Regions from separate parts of the Mus musculus genome. Here regions 1, 3 and 4 are each linked to region 2. The links are chromatin contacts, called in public Hi-C, HiChIP or PLAC-seq and promoter capture Hi-C maps. All regions are on one chromosome and are shown on one strand. Each heading gives the region's core, a stretch centred on a gene start, on an enhancer-like site or on the middle of the called end of the contact. The rest is flanking DNA. Distances are from core to core; before and after follow the strand shown. Region 1 overlaps Irak2 (interleukin-1 receptor-associated kinase 2). Region 2 holds the start of Rpusd3 (RNA pseudouridylate synthase domain containing 3). Region 3 holds the start of Mtmr14 (myotubularin related protein 14). Region 4 overlaps Fancd2 (Fanconi anemia, complementation group D2).

What was found. Promoter capture Hi-C pulls out the DNA fragments that hold promoters and counts their contacts. Hi-C and Micro-C count contacts between places; a contact is called where the count stands out from the background. HiChIP or PLAC-seq counts read pairs in DNA pulled down with a chosen protein or histone mark.
Region 1: a contact with region 2 is called in a FOXA1 HiChIP or PLAC-seq map of pancreatic cancer cells. The contact joins the enhancer-like site here to the promoter of Rpusd3 in region 2. A contact is called at or near these places in 3 of 39 promoter capture datasets (the C10 cell line and the HPC-7 cell line), 8 of 484 Hi-C or Micro-C datasets (B cells, the G1E-ER4 cell line, cortical neurons and 2 more), 7 of 115 datasets of contacts at active chromatin or transcription factors (effector CD8 T cells, embryonic stem cells, extraembryonic endoderm stem cells and 2 more) and 4 of 9 other capture datasets (adipose tissue, embryonic stem cells, liver and 1 more).
Region 3: a contact with region 2 is called in a Hi-C map of regulatory T cells, with 5 times the contacts expected there. The contact joins the promoter of Mtmr14 here to the promoter of Rpusd3 in region 2. A contact is called at or near these places in 3 of 39 promoter capture datasets (the C10 cell line, erythroid cells and pre-B cells), 6 of 484 Hi-C or Micro-C datasets (CD4 T cells, the G1E-ER4 cell line, LSK cells and 3 more), 8 of 115 datasets of contacts at active chromatin or transcription factors (the 230-238 cell line, the SCID.adh cell line, embryonic stem cells and 3 more) and 4 of 9 other capture datasets (adipose tissue, liver, macrophages and 1 more).
Region 4: a contact with region 2 is called in a promoter capture Hi-C map of neural stem cells. The contact joins the enhancer-like site here to the promoter of Rpusd3 in region 2. A contact is called at or near these places in 9 of 39 promoter capture datasets (the C10 cell line, the HPC-7 cell line, cranial neural crest and 4 more), 2 of 484 Hi-C or Micro-C datasets (the 63-12 cell line and pancreatic cancer cells), 1 of 115 datasets of contacts at active chromatin or transcription factors (embryonic stem cells) and 4 of 9 other capture datasets (adipose tissue, embryonic stem cells, liver and 1 more).

What each region holds. Positions count from the first base shown.
Region 1 is chr6:113,666,731-113,670,010 of GRCm38.p6, reverse strand. All of the region lies in intron 3 of Irak2 (interleukin-1 receptor-associated kinase 2), which reads right to left. Among named protein-coding and RNA genes, the nearest start is that of Tatdn2, 29 kb to the left of the region's middle. Within about 2 kb of position 1,305, at least 232 of the 459 cell types and tissues checked have an H3K27ac peak or open chromatin away from gene starts, as enhancers often do. A contact at or near this core is called in B cells, adipose tissue, effector CD8 T cells and 4 more, where this site is marked.
Region 2 is chr6:113,417,777-113,420,964 of GRCm38.p6, reverse strand. It overlaps Rpusd3 (RNA pseudouridylate synthase domain containing 3), which reads left to right and starts at 1,625. Exons shown (of 9, transcript NM_001033204.1): 1 at 1,625-1,747; 2 at 2,016-2,155; 3 at 2,890-2,934; 4 at 3,019-3,118. The coding sequence starts at 1,647.
Region 3 is chr6:113,236,060-113,239,229 of GRCm38.p6, reverse strand. It overlaps Mtmr14 (myotubularin related protein 14), which reads right to left and starts at 1,387. Exons shown (of 19, transcript NM_026849.2): 1 at 1,109-1,387. The coding sequence starts at 1,264.
Region 4 is chr6:113,585,023-113,588,103 of GRCm38.p6, reverse strand. It overlaps Fancd2 (Fanconi anemia, complementation group D2), which reads right to left. Exons shown (of 44, transcript NM_001033244.3): 38 at 2,561-2,632; 39 at 1,856-1,894; 40 at 648-722. Among named protein-coding and RNA genes, the nearest start is that of Gm46971, 11 kb to the right of the region's middle. Within about 2 kb of position 1,398, at least 14 of the 459 cell types and tissues checked have an H3K27ac peak or open chromatin away from gene starts, as enhancers often do. A contact at or near this core is called in neural stem cells, where this site is marked.

The sequences.
Region 1 (3,280 bases), core at 56-2,555, 250 kb before region 2:
GACCAGGAAGTGGGAGGTGTCCTGAGCAGCCGGGGTCACATGATGGGGGATGCCCCTGTGCTGCCCCTGTGCCACTGCCTGGCAGAGGACACAGAGAAACCTCCAGTGTGGTTCCACAGCAGATGCTGTTCTACCTGGGGTGGCCTGAAGGACTGGGGAAATCAAGGGCACGGAGGGGGAGGGGAGGCTCAGCACTCACTTGGTAAATACCCAGGCACCTCCATCCTGTGGGTACCAGTAGCCAGGGCTGAATCAAGCACCTATCATGCTACTTTGCAGAAGGGACTCAAGTATCCATAGACTCTGGTACCCTGCAGGAAGGAGTTCTGGAACCAGTTCCTCAATGGCCGCTGGGTCACCAGAAGTCTGATCATCACTGAAGCCGGCTGATGGAAGCATGAACCGTCTACTCGAGTGGGTTGGTCTGTTTGTTCTTGTTTTTGTTTTTTGAGACAGGGTTTCTCTGTGTAGCTCTGGCTACCCTGGAGCTCTCTGTAGACCAAGGTGCCTTTGCCTCATGAGAGCTGGGATTAAAGGCTTGCACCACCACCACCACCTGGCCAAGATTTTCCATTTTTTAAATGTTTTCAAAGAACTGTCTAAGGTTTCCCCGGATGGCCGGGCAAGGCAGAGCAGCCCAGCCGATGAAGTAACCATGGACCACCCTTGCAGCCTGGACAGCAGCACAGAGCCTTCAATGCACTGCTTTCGTTGTCTGTGTGGACACTGCAGATTCTTAATAAGAAACTACACATACTACAACATATACCACACACACAATATACACCACACACACCCATAAACACACCAAACTCCATGCATCACACACACACACACACTTCATACCATACCACACACACAATACACCATACACACACACACACACACACACACTGTACTGCAAACACTACATACACTGTATACACTGTTGCCACAGTGGATCACAGAGGGCCTAGTGTGTAACTTCCTGTCTGCTGAGCGCTGCACGGGTTCATGGAAGGTCGGGGACACACCGCAGGACCCATTCATCTCAACATAAAAGTCCTCAAAATACAACGCTCCAAGCGCCCAAACTTTTCCTCTAAAATAAAAAACGCCCTCAAACAGCAACTTCCCCGGACAGACCACAAGCCTGAAATCTGGGGCTTTCCCAGGGCTGAGTGGCCTCAGTAATCAATGGAAAGAATAACTCCTCCTGTTTCAACTCAGAAATAGAACTTCCGCTTCTGTGGGAGGGACTGCAGGGACAGGCCCAGTGGCCCCGGCACACCTGCTCCCCAGGGCCACTCAGGAATGTGGGCCACACAAAGGCTAATGGTGAAAGTACAGAGAGGCCCTGGCACCCGCCCGCTCCTCCCCCACCTCCCCTCTCATTATCTTTCTCCCTTTGGCAAAGGAACAGCAGTTTGGCCCGGGTCTGAGGACCTATCAGGAATTGGGGTTCATAGGTCAGCACATTTTTCCCCTTCCTTCTTCGATATCTTTAGTTACAGGAAATAGTCCTTGACTTAGCATTAACTGCCAGCCCCCTCCACACACACTTTTCCTCCTTTTTTTTTTCTTTTTTCTTTTTTTTCTTTTTTTTTTTTTTTTGAGATGGGGTCTCATTATGCAACCCTGGCTTGGAACTGGATATAGAAACTGTAGAGAGCACAAGGTCCTTGTGTTCACAGTCTGACTCCAGGTCCGACTTAGACCACACTAGATTCTCCCCTGGCCCCTTAAGAGCTATAGAAGCCATACTTTTTCTTTCTTTCTTTCTTTCTTTCTTTCTTTCTTTCTTTCTTTCTTTCTTTCTTTCTTTCCTTTTTTCCTTCTCTTCTCTTCTTTTCTTCCTTTTTCTTCTCTTCTCTTCTTTTCTTCCTTTTTCTTCTCTTTTCTTTTCTTTCTTTTTTCAAACTTGGAGACCTATCTTCCTCTGCCTCCAAGTGCTGGGATTAAAGGCATTATCCCCCACCACCCAGCTAGAATCTGTGAGGACAGGACAGCCAGCCCTGACCTGATTGCCCGGTGGTGTTGCCTGCCCAGAAATGAGCTACTCCAGTCTTCCAAGCACTCAGACCTGAGCGACCATTCACACGCATCCCCTGTAATGACTAAAGAAACATCATATGGAGCCAGGCATCCGGTAAAGGCCACGGACCTGTTGCTCTGGAATGCCTGGAGATCCTGGGCCTGCGGGGGAGATCAGAATAGGACAATGGGCTGTGAGGTGTTAACATCTATCTGCCTCTGAGTCTGTAAAGCCTGCTTCTCACTATGGGAAGGGATGGCGTGGTCTTTTATTACTATGTAGCAGGAAAGTAAGGAACAGCTGAGGGAAGTGAAACATTCTCCAGCCCAGCTGTGGCTTCCATCGGCAGTTGTTTTGCACACCTTTCTACTGGCTATGGAGTTGTTTTTAACTGGATTTCCCTGTCCCCTCACACAGATCCATATGGTTACCAGCTCTGGTATCTGCAGAGGCACATGCCTAAAGAAACCATGTTGGCCTGGAATTTTCATTCACACACATACACACACACACACACACACACACACACACACACACACACACACACACCATCCACCCAGCTAAGGTGCCTGATTCTCTGCAATAGGATGCAATGGGCTCTGTTCTTACCCATTTACAGATGGAGGAACTCAGAAATGATGAGGCTGAGAGGGAATGTAAGCACTGGTGGGTCAACCTCTGGCCCAAGCCCCTAACAGTGACTGCTCCATGCAGGACTGGCTAGCTTCGGGCTCCTCAGTGAGCTGCATTTTATGGCTCTGGGATCTTGAGCTTGCAGGCCAGAGGTTACAGGAGATGAGAGGCTGGACACACATACAGTGCTCTCTGCAAGGCTCTGGGACAGCAGCGTAGGCTGTATGGGGGAGGTAGAAGTGCTCAAACCCCATGGTTAAATCACCTTGAGCAAATCCTTATTTTTTCTTTTGCTGAAATTGATGGGAGAGGGAGTGGCTCAAGGGTAAAGCACTTATCTCGCACGCCTAACCCCCAGGGTTCCATGCCCAGCTCTCCCTCCCTGACCCACTCTGAAAATGGTATTTGTAAACTTAACACTGTAATGAGAATTTTGGAATTTTGGTTTCTTTAAAAAACACAGACACATATGTTTTTGTTTTAATCCCAGGTGCAAGGATATCGGGCTGTGTGGTAGCTGCTGACTATGATTTGCCTCATGCTCTAGCAGAGCCGTGGTTTTGCCAGCTGCAGATGGTTTCTGCAATTGTGTGATGTTTGGAATTCTGGGAATTTTTCAGAAGGTATATAAAT
Region 2 (3,188 bases), core at 376-2,875:
TGTCTAACACTAATCACGCTGGTCTCCAAATACCATTGATATGAATTTGGAGGTTAACTTTCTCCCAGCTGAACTTGGGAGGTCACACCTGGGGTGAGAGCTGTGCAGGAGGCAGCCTCCCCCTCTAAATGAAGGGAGGGAAGGAGCATCGCACCCCTCTGATTCCCCCACCAGAATCCACAGGCTAGTACTGGAGTCCTTTCAGGAAGGCTCTCAGGCCTGGGAGCTTGGTGACAGATCCTCTTGCTCTTGCCTCGGTGGTGGGATTAAAGGTGTGTGCCACTATACCCCACTGCTTTTTAAAAAGAGACACTTTCGCCAGGCCTGGTGGCACATGCCTTTAATCCCAGCACTTGGGAGGCAGAGGCAGGCGGATTTCTGAGTTCGAAGCCAGTCTAATCTGGTCTACAAAGTGAGTTCCAGAACAGCCAGGGATATACAGAGAAACCCTGTCTCGAAAAACAAAACAAACAAACAAAAAGAGACTTTCTTTTTATTTTCAGTCATTATTTCTATTTCACTGTTTTTATTATGCGCATAAAATTGTTACTATCTTTTGTATTTTTTTTTGAGACAGGGTTATGTAGACCGATACTGGAATTAAAGGTCTGGTCTATTTTATTGCTAATTATGTACATATGTCTGTGTGTTTGGACAGGTGTTAAAGGAGGTTTTGAGTCCAAGGCTGTGGGTGCTGAAAACAACAGGCAATCCTGTTGTTTGTTCTGTTTTGTTTTGTTTTTTTGAGACAGGGTTTCTCTGTATAGCTCTGACTGTCCTGGAACTCATTTTGTAGCCCAGGCTGGCCTCGAACTCAGAAATCCGCCTGCCTCTGCATCCTGAGTGCTGGGATTAAAGGCGTGCACCACCATGCCCGGCAACAACAGGCAATCTTAACCAGTCTCCATTTTGTTTCATTTTACGCCCGTGTATTTTGTTTTTGAGACATACTGGCCAGGGTGGAACTCACAGCTTTCGTTTCTTTTTCTTTCTTTTTCTTTTTAGACTGGTTTTCTTTGTGTAGACCAGGCTTGTCTCAAACTCAGCTAACTACTTGCCTCTGTTCCAGGCATGCGCCACCACACCCAGCCTACCTTGATTTTCTTTTCATAGAGGGGCCTTGCGCATCTCCCAGGCTGGTCTCCAACCCAGTATCTGTGATCTTGTTCTTTGTGACCTACATACACGGTGCTGGGAATTGAACCCAGGACCTTGTGTAGCCTCTCTACCACCTGAGCCACAGCTTTGGGACCTTTTATGTCACAGGCTGTTACAATTTCAGACAGGTGTACTGACCGAAAGGCTGCATACCGGTCTTCACCTTTCTTCTCCCTCGGTTTTACAAGGGAGGGTTTCAGATTAAGGTTCCCCAAAATTGAAACGACAGTCTTCTCGACCCTTTTTATTCTAAGACACGTCCTCTACTTTGAGTAAATAACCCGCCTCGTGCCTCAGTTTTCCCAAAAGCCAGAACCCTAAATGGCACTTTTTCTTCTACAGGGGAGGCAAAGCCCGGATTCTCGCTCGTCTGAGCGCCCTCTGCCTTGATTGACAGCCTGCCTGACCAATCTACGCACGGAGGATGTACGGGAGGTGGGGTTGAGCTGTCCGTGGACACGCATGCGTACTGTGCTTGGTCCCCGGCAATGGGAGCCCTGAGAGTTTTGCGTTATGTCTCTATGATCTGGCGGCCGGAGCTGGGGTCTTGCGCACGGCAGAGGGATGCCGGCTTCGGCACCGAGGCCCGGTGATTATAACACTCCACTTCCGTGTATGGGGAGAGACTAGATCAAGGAGAGGGCAGGCATGAAATTCAGATCAGTACTTGGTTCTAAGCCGGACTATGTTGTGAGACCCGGCACTAGGTCATTGGACCTTTGAGCCTTGGTGCCTCTTTGGTAAAGTCTTGGGGGGTAGGTGGACTCCTGTCTGCTGAGCCCGGGAGTTCTAAGAAGAGGCTGGACTAGGCAGGGTGAGCAAGGGAGGGAGGTACAGGCTTCTACCATGTTTCTCAGGCGTCCGTCTCAACCTCACCGCTCCAGCAAGCACAAGGACCTAGTCGAGGACCAGCCCTTCCCGGGGCTGCTGAGGACGGAGAACCTCGGCCTGGAGGAGCTGGCTCATGTCCTGAGGGCAGCTGTGGTGGATCAGAAAGGTGAGGGGAGCCTGCTGCTCCTGTGCCTCCCCTGTTGCTGCAGGAGCCAGGCCAGCAGTCACATTCTTCCTAGCCTCACCATCACGAGGAGAGGTGTATACCTCACTCCTCCCTGTGTTCTGAGAGCAGCTGTAACAGAAGTTAACTATCAGAAAAAGCTTTGGGGTTAGTTATAGCTGGCCTCTGTAAGCGGCATGCCTCTTGGTTTCATAAGAGGGCTAGATGGCTGCTCTTGCAGAGAGGACCAGCAGTCAGCACCCACATGTTGCTTCACGACTGTATGTTCATGTAGCAGTGAGGGGCTTCACAGTTCTGGGATAAATATGGCCCCTGCCTTGCGAGATCCAGCGTCCTAATGTGAGAATTACTGAGCAATCGCTGCTGGCGTGGTAACCACACTTGTAATTCCAGAACTTGGGAGGTAGAGGCAAGGAGAATCAGGAGTTCAGGACCAGACTTAGCTGTGTAGTGAATTTGAGGCTGACTTGGTGTTTGAGCCCCCCTCCACCCGCAACAGTCAAGGACTGTAGGAGGGGCACACATTATACTGAGGTATGTTGGAGCCAATGGGAATGGAAGCCTGGAACTGCAGGTATGAAGGCTCCGAGGTACAGGGATTAGGAAGTGCTATTTAAAGTGGGGTTGGATTGTATAACCCCCACCCCCAACCCCACCCCCGAGGCTGCATGCAGACATGCTTCCCTGCTTTTGCTGACATCCATGAACTGTTTCAGGACCTCTGGTGACACTGAACAAGCCACAGGGTCTGCCTGTGACAGGTATGGGCATGGGCAGGGAGGAGGGCAAGGCTGGGGTAGAGATGGTTGGATGGCACGCTGGCAGCTTGTCCTCTTCCCTCCCAGGGAGACCAGGAGAGCTGACGCTGCTATCTGTGCTGCCGCAGCTGAGCCAGGCCCTGGGGCTCGAACACCAGGAGCTCCAGGTTGTGCGAGCACCTGGGAAGTAAGTGATAGTGTGGGGTGTATGTTACACCCACTGTAAGTAAAAGTCTTATTCAAATGCCTGATACATG
Region 3 (3,170 bases), core at 138-2,637, 180 kb after region 2:
GGTCTGGCATGCATAAAAACCTGTGTTCAATCTCCAGCACCACAGAAACCAAGCATGAGGGTAAACACCTGTAACCCCATCACCTAGGAAGTGGAGACAGAAGGACAGGAGTGCATGACTGGCCTTGGTTGGGATAACGCATTTAAGGCTTTTCTGAACATACAGTACAAATTCTAGGGTCTGCCTCCCCAGACATTGTGCTTTAAGAGAATCTAAGACCAGAAATCTTTGTGTTTAACAAGAGCTCCAAATGATGCCAATTATAATCTGAAAGGTACTTAATTGTCTGGTCCGATAATACCACATTAGTGATCTTTCTTAGGTTGTTACTTCAGAGATTAATAGAAGATGTCTCAGCCCCTAGGTAACCTCTGGGGCCAAACCAGTTTTATGGCCCAGCACAGAGACCAACGCCAATGTGTAATGCCACACTGGGAAAGAGAAAGGGCCGGGTCTATCAGTGCTGAGGTCAGTATGCCTCGACCAGATCAGCAGCTCTCTTTTCAGGCCTGGTGACTAGGGCAGAGGGAAATTCCCGGGGTGGGGGGACAACGGACAGAGACTTCTGATAAAAGGAACAGAAAGGGAATGTGGGTTCTCTTCTTGCTCTACAGGAAAGGAAAGGGAAGGGCCTAAGTCATGCTGGTACCTTATAAGGAGGTGACACACTCCGCTGTTCTCTGGGCTCCATAATGTCACACTACTCCAGACTTCTACTCTGATCTCTGGTCCAGAGGAGTCTCTTCCCCATTTTTACTTAGATTTTAGGGGTTTTGTTTTTTGTTTTGAATCTGTTGGTAACCCCTCCTAGGCTCACGAAGGGTAGCGTTCCTATTGTCTAACCTTTGCACCTGGCCCACAACTCCGACCCTTGACCTCCAAACCCCTGTTAAAGCAACCCCCCACCCCAAAACCCACAAGGAGCTTCGGTCCTCCTCTTTGGTGTAAAGCCGGATCCTTACTCTCTGAGTCCATATCCTGGATAAGTTCCTCTCCCGTGCCTCCCCAAGGAGGTCTCATTCCAGCTCTCCTCCCATCCCGAACCACAGTCTTCCCTCGGTAACTCAGGCCAGGGACCAGTTCAGGTCGTTGCACCTTTGGGGCTCACCTTAGAGCCGCTCTTCCCGCCGCTGTCCTTGGCACGGTACTGAGTCCGGGAGAACTCCTCCAGCAGCTCCCAGAGCCCGGGCTCCTGAGGCGGCGGGCTGCCCGACGAGGCGGTGGAACCCGCCGAGGCGGCGGCGGCGGCCCGAGCACCCGCCATGCACAGCCTCGAGTCCCCTCAGGGCGCCTTCCCCCAGCCCATGGCACCTGAAGCTCGGACTCCGGCTCTAAAACCTCCTGAACCGACTCAGCCGCCGCCTTCTTCTTCCACTTCCGGCCCCGCCCCACCTCTCCGGATGTTTACTCCCGCCGCAGCCAATCAGAGCCCGGGGTTCGTGCCCGGCCCACAGGTCCCCGGCCCACCCCTGACGCGGAGGGATCCAAGTGGCCTCACGGCGGGGGCCGCGCTCCGCCCAAGGGGTTTCCCCGGGGGAAGCCGGGCTAAACCACCGCGGCTGCGGGGAGGGGAAAGGCGGGAACCATTGGCAACAAGAGAGGAAGGAACCGCCGGAGGCCTGAGTTAGTGCTGGCAGCAAGAAGACGAGAGCTGCAAGAATCAAAACAGCATTTCAAACAGCACTTCTCCACTGCTCTTATGGACGTCCCTGCCAATATAGCGTGGACCATCATCCTATTTATTTAAAAAGATTTTCTAGCTGGTGTCAGTAGGCAAACGCCAGAGGATGAAGCGTGAGAATCAGGCATTTGAGACTAGCCCAGACCACACCTTAATTTTTTAAAAATGTTTAAAAAAGTGTAGATAATAATGTTCCTTCATTTTCCTATCAGCTGCTTTCATCATAAATCAACACGTGCCAATCTCCTGCTCAGTTCTTCCCTGTCTAGGGAGTTGTTTGTGTATTGGGCTGGTGTTTGTTGTTTGATGTAGGTAATTATTTGTGGTATAGCCAAGGCTGGCCTTGAACTCCTGACTCACCTGCCTCCACTTTCTGGGTGCTGAGAATCTCAAATATCAGTCCCAAATTCCTAGAATTGTTAGTCTCAGAAGATGTGTGTACTATCTACCCCCAAGTATTGATGTTTAGAGAGAAGGTGTTAAGGCCTCCTTCAGTATTGTATATCTGAGGGAGAATTGCTCATTTGGCCATCAGTCAGACAGTTGATTAAGCTATAACTTATGTCGAAAGAAAACTCTCAAAATGAAATTGATGCTGTGAAAACATAGTAAGTTAACATAGTGCCTAAAAGTACTCATTTTCTTAGATTTGTAAAGAAATCTAAGGAAAACACAAACCACAACCCCTGCTGACTGTCAGTCACTCTTCATGCTCAACTAGGTCCTGTCCTGAATTCTAATACTGGAAATTAGTTTTCCCTTTTGGCGATGGTCAAATAGAATCAAAATATGCATTTTTTAAAAAAATTATTATTTAGTCTCGTCTTCTAAACTGTGATGATTATTCTTGCTTCCCAACTTGGGGAAAGGACTCTTCAGTTGAGTAATTGCCTCCACCTGGTTGGCCTCTGAGCATGTCTGTGGGGCCTTTTCTTGATTGCTAATTGATGCAGAGGGAGGTATCCACTTTGGAGAGGTGGTCCTGGGTTGTAGAATAAAGCAGGCTGAGAGAGTTACAGGGATCAAGCTGGTAATCAGTGTTTATTTCTCCATGGCCTCTGCTTCACTTTCTGCCTCCAGGTTCTTGCTTGAGTTCCTGTCCTGCCTGATGGTCCTCAATGATGATGTCACTGATGTGACAGTGTGAGCTCAATAAACCTCTTCTTGGCTTGCTTTTGTTTTTATCATAGCAACAAAAGTAGAACAAACATAATGTCTCTAAGATTTTTCTAGTCAATCGCAATGGCTTACACCTGTGAGTGAAGCCTTCCGAAAGCTGAGGCAAAAAGACAAAGGAGCCATCAAGACCAGCTGTGGTACTACAGTGTGCGACTCTCAAAAAAATCTGTTGCTATGAGTTATTTTGTAGATATTTTTGGTAAATACACACACACTGTCTCACCAGCCCTACTAGTGATATCTTATTGGGCTTTAAAAAAAAAAATGCAGCCGGGTGTGGTGGCGCACGCCTTTAATCACAACACTTGAA
Region 4 (3,081 bases), core at 149-2,648, 170 kb before region 2:
CCCTGGGACTGGCTCTCCAGACCAGGCTGGTAACAAACTCTAAGTAGGGAGCCACGTCTCAAGCTTGTATATCAGGATACGATGCCGCCCCTCTCTTCTTTTTCTAACTCATACTGCCAGTGTTTTGTAAAGCTCACTTTCTAGACGTGTAAGAAATTCTGTATCAGGGAGATCATGGGGGATGGGAAAAGGATGAGAAGGAAATGGGGTGTGTGTGTGTGATCAAATCATCTTACACACAAACATATATGATGTTATAAAATAAATTTACACATAAACCCCTTTTTATTCTCACCATGCCAGTTCCAAGTACCACTTGGCTCTAAAGGCATATATCAAGCATGATTTAGAGCCCAGTGGTTTCTAAAGTGTTTGCAGAGACACTGCTGCAGAAAAGCCAAGTGTGCAACAGCACAATGAAGTGCCGATTAAATGGAGCAAGCCCAAAGATTGGGAAGAAGGAGAGGGGGTCTGAACAGAGTGATGTGAGAGGCTCAGTATACCTGGGCACTTCTGGCTATAGCTGGCATGCTGTTTCTTAGAATTGGTGCTCAAAGCATAGACAACAGGACCCTGAATCCCCAGCCCAATCCCAGCTCAGAAATACCCACAGACATCCTGGCAACGGCTCTGTTGTCAGTTCTTACCCGATGCTTTCTAAAGCTGAAGTCGAGGAGTGGCATACATTGCTTCAGAAATGCCTCCACAAAGCGACGGCCATACTGAAGGGAGAGACAGCGGTGCTGAACTACAGCTGAGGACTTTTACTGAAAAGCTCCCAGACAAAGCAGCATAGGCCACCTAGCCCAAGGGTTTATATTATCACTGTGTGCATTCAAATAAATTGGAAGTGGTCCAGAAAGTTAATTTGGTGGCTCTAACTAAAGTTGAAAAGCAAACAGACCTGCTACTTACATAAATAAGCTCCAGAATTAGGCAGAGTCAGAAATCTGGACAGACAACGGCCAGAGCCCTTGTCCAGCTTAGAGAACACAGTGCCTCACCTGCACTGAAGCCTCTCAGCACGACTCAGTCTCAAAGGGAGACATGAGAGGACCAAGGCAACACATGGCCATCTCCAACCAAATTGCTCCTCCAAGCCACTCATCTCCTAAGCTGTACAGGATAGAGTGAGGGGAAGCGACCAAGGACAGTACCATACGCTGGAGGGAGACACCAGGAGGACAGAAGAAGCATAACTCTTTAGTTTTACCATCAAATCCAGGGCCAGATAGGAAATCCCCATAGGAGAAGGGAAGGGCTCTGCAATTGTCAGAATATCAATCTGACATTCATAGACCATTCCAAGGTTTTTCCATTTGTCTCGTGGTGCAAAGGATTGAACCTGGGAAATCCCACACACTAAGCAGGTTCCCATCCTGGAGCAATGCCCAGCCCTGGCCCTGTCCCAAGGGAAACCATCCATCACTTGTCCTCTGCTGCCTGGAAACCTGCTAGGGAGTGCAGGGGTGACTGCTGCTATTTCTCCTTTGTCTGTGGTAGGGTCTACCCTAGCAGCCCTAGCTGACTGTGTAGACCAGGCTGGCCTCAAGCTCACAGATCCACTTGCTTCTGACTCTAAAGGTATGCATCACCATGGGCTTCATGAACATTATTCTTAAACTCAGCTGCTCTGTAGCATTCAACCCAGTCCTAATATTCTGACCAAAAATTCTACAAAGCATGAGAAAACTGCCTCCAACTACTGTAGAAAATGCTAGCCACCGTCTTCCTTACCTATTAGCATAGCCTCTGGCACATAAACGAGGTAAAAAGCAATTCCATCTAGCTGAGGCCCCTCGGAAATGACCCACAGGAAGAAAACACCTCAAACAAAGCCTAGGAAATCTTTTACCTTTAAACACACATGCAGAACAGGATAACTGTCAAATACCTGGTCAGGAGAAAGACAAGAAACCAGACTTAAGGCGGTTCCTTTGAGTACCACCTCCGCCCCACTGCACACAGCATGGCTGTGAGGGACACAGAAGACTGTAATATGAAGAAGGTACACAACAGAGCAGCAGAACGCAGCAGAACATCAGTTACAGAAGAAGGAAGCTCGTAACCCAAATCCAAGACAAGCCAGAAAGGAGCACAGGGGAGGAAGAAATTGATTCCAGCTAGGGATGTGGAGAAGACAGCATGGCTAGAGGACTGCCTCTCTGATCTGAAACCTTAGGAGAGACTGAGATGGAGAGGGGAGGGAGTGACAGCTCCCTGACAGCAGCTTAAGCATAACCCAGCAGCAGAGAACACAGAGCCTCGGGGACAATGATGACAGGCGGGGATGGAAGTGCTCAGACCAGAGGATCCGAGGTAAGATGGGGGCAGAAAACGGGGCTGTGTCAGGGAGTAAATTTTGTAGTGCAGGTGGGAGGCAAAAAAGAAAAGGTGAAACCCCACAGTAGCCAGAAGGGGTTACCCAAAATGAACAGGGGTCATGGGAGGGAGTTAACAGGGCCCGAGGAAGGGTGAGGAGAACAGCAGGTGGGTGAGTTCTGGAAATCAGAACCCTGGTGTCTAGGTTAGCTAGCGAGGCAGGTCAGGGGCCCCATACTTTCATCAGATTGAGAAGGATGCTGAAATCTCGGACAGCCATGTTCCAATAGAGGAGCTTCTCTTCGTGAACCTGGGGACAGTCAAACACAGGCAGAGTTCTGAGCCACAGCCCAATGCAAACAGAAGCTGCCCTCCCACTACCACAGTCTGTCCACTGTCTCTTCTGAGGAGATGTGGCAGCTAGTGTATGCATCGGCAAGCTCACACACTGTGGGAACACCAGTGTACACACAGGGACACAGTTACTTCCACGTAGCTACAAGCCTCTGCTGCCATCACATCTCTGAGGCTGCTGAATCTCTCAGTAGCCCACGTCTACCTCAGCTCTGACTGGGAGGCTGCCAAGGCCCATAGCATCTCAAATAAGCTTGGTGTTCTTCAAGCCAGGTAGTGGCAAACTGGGCAGAAACAAGGGGAAACGGCTCAGTTCTCACCTCCAGCTGGAGGGAAAAGCAATCAAAGCGGAGCTTTCTGAAAGAACTCCTAGGTCTTGGCAATGGAAAGAAAATAGCTTAGGAG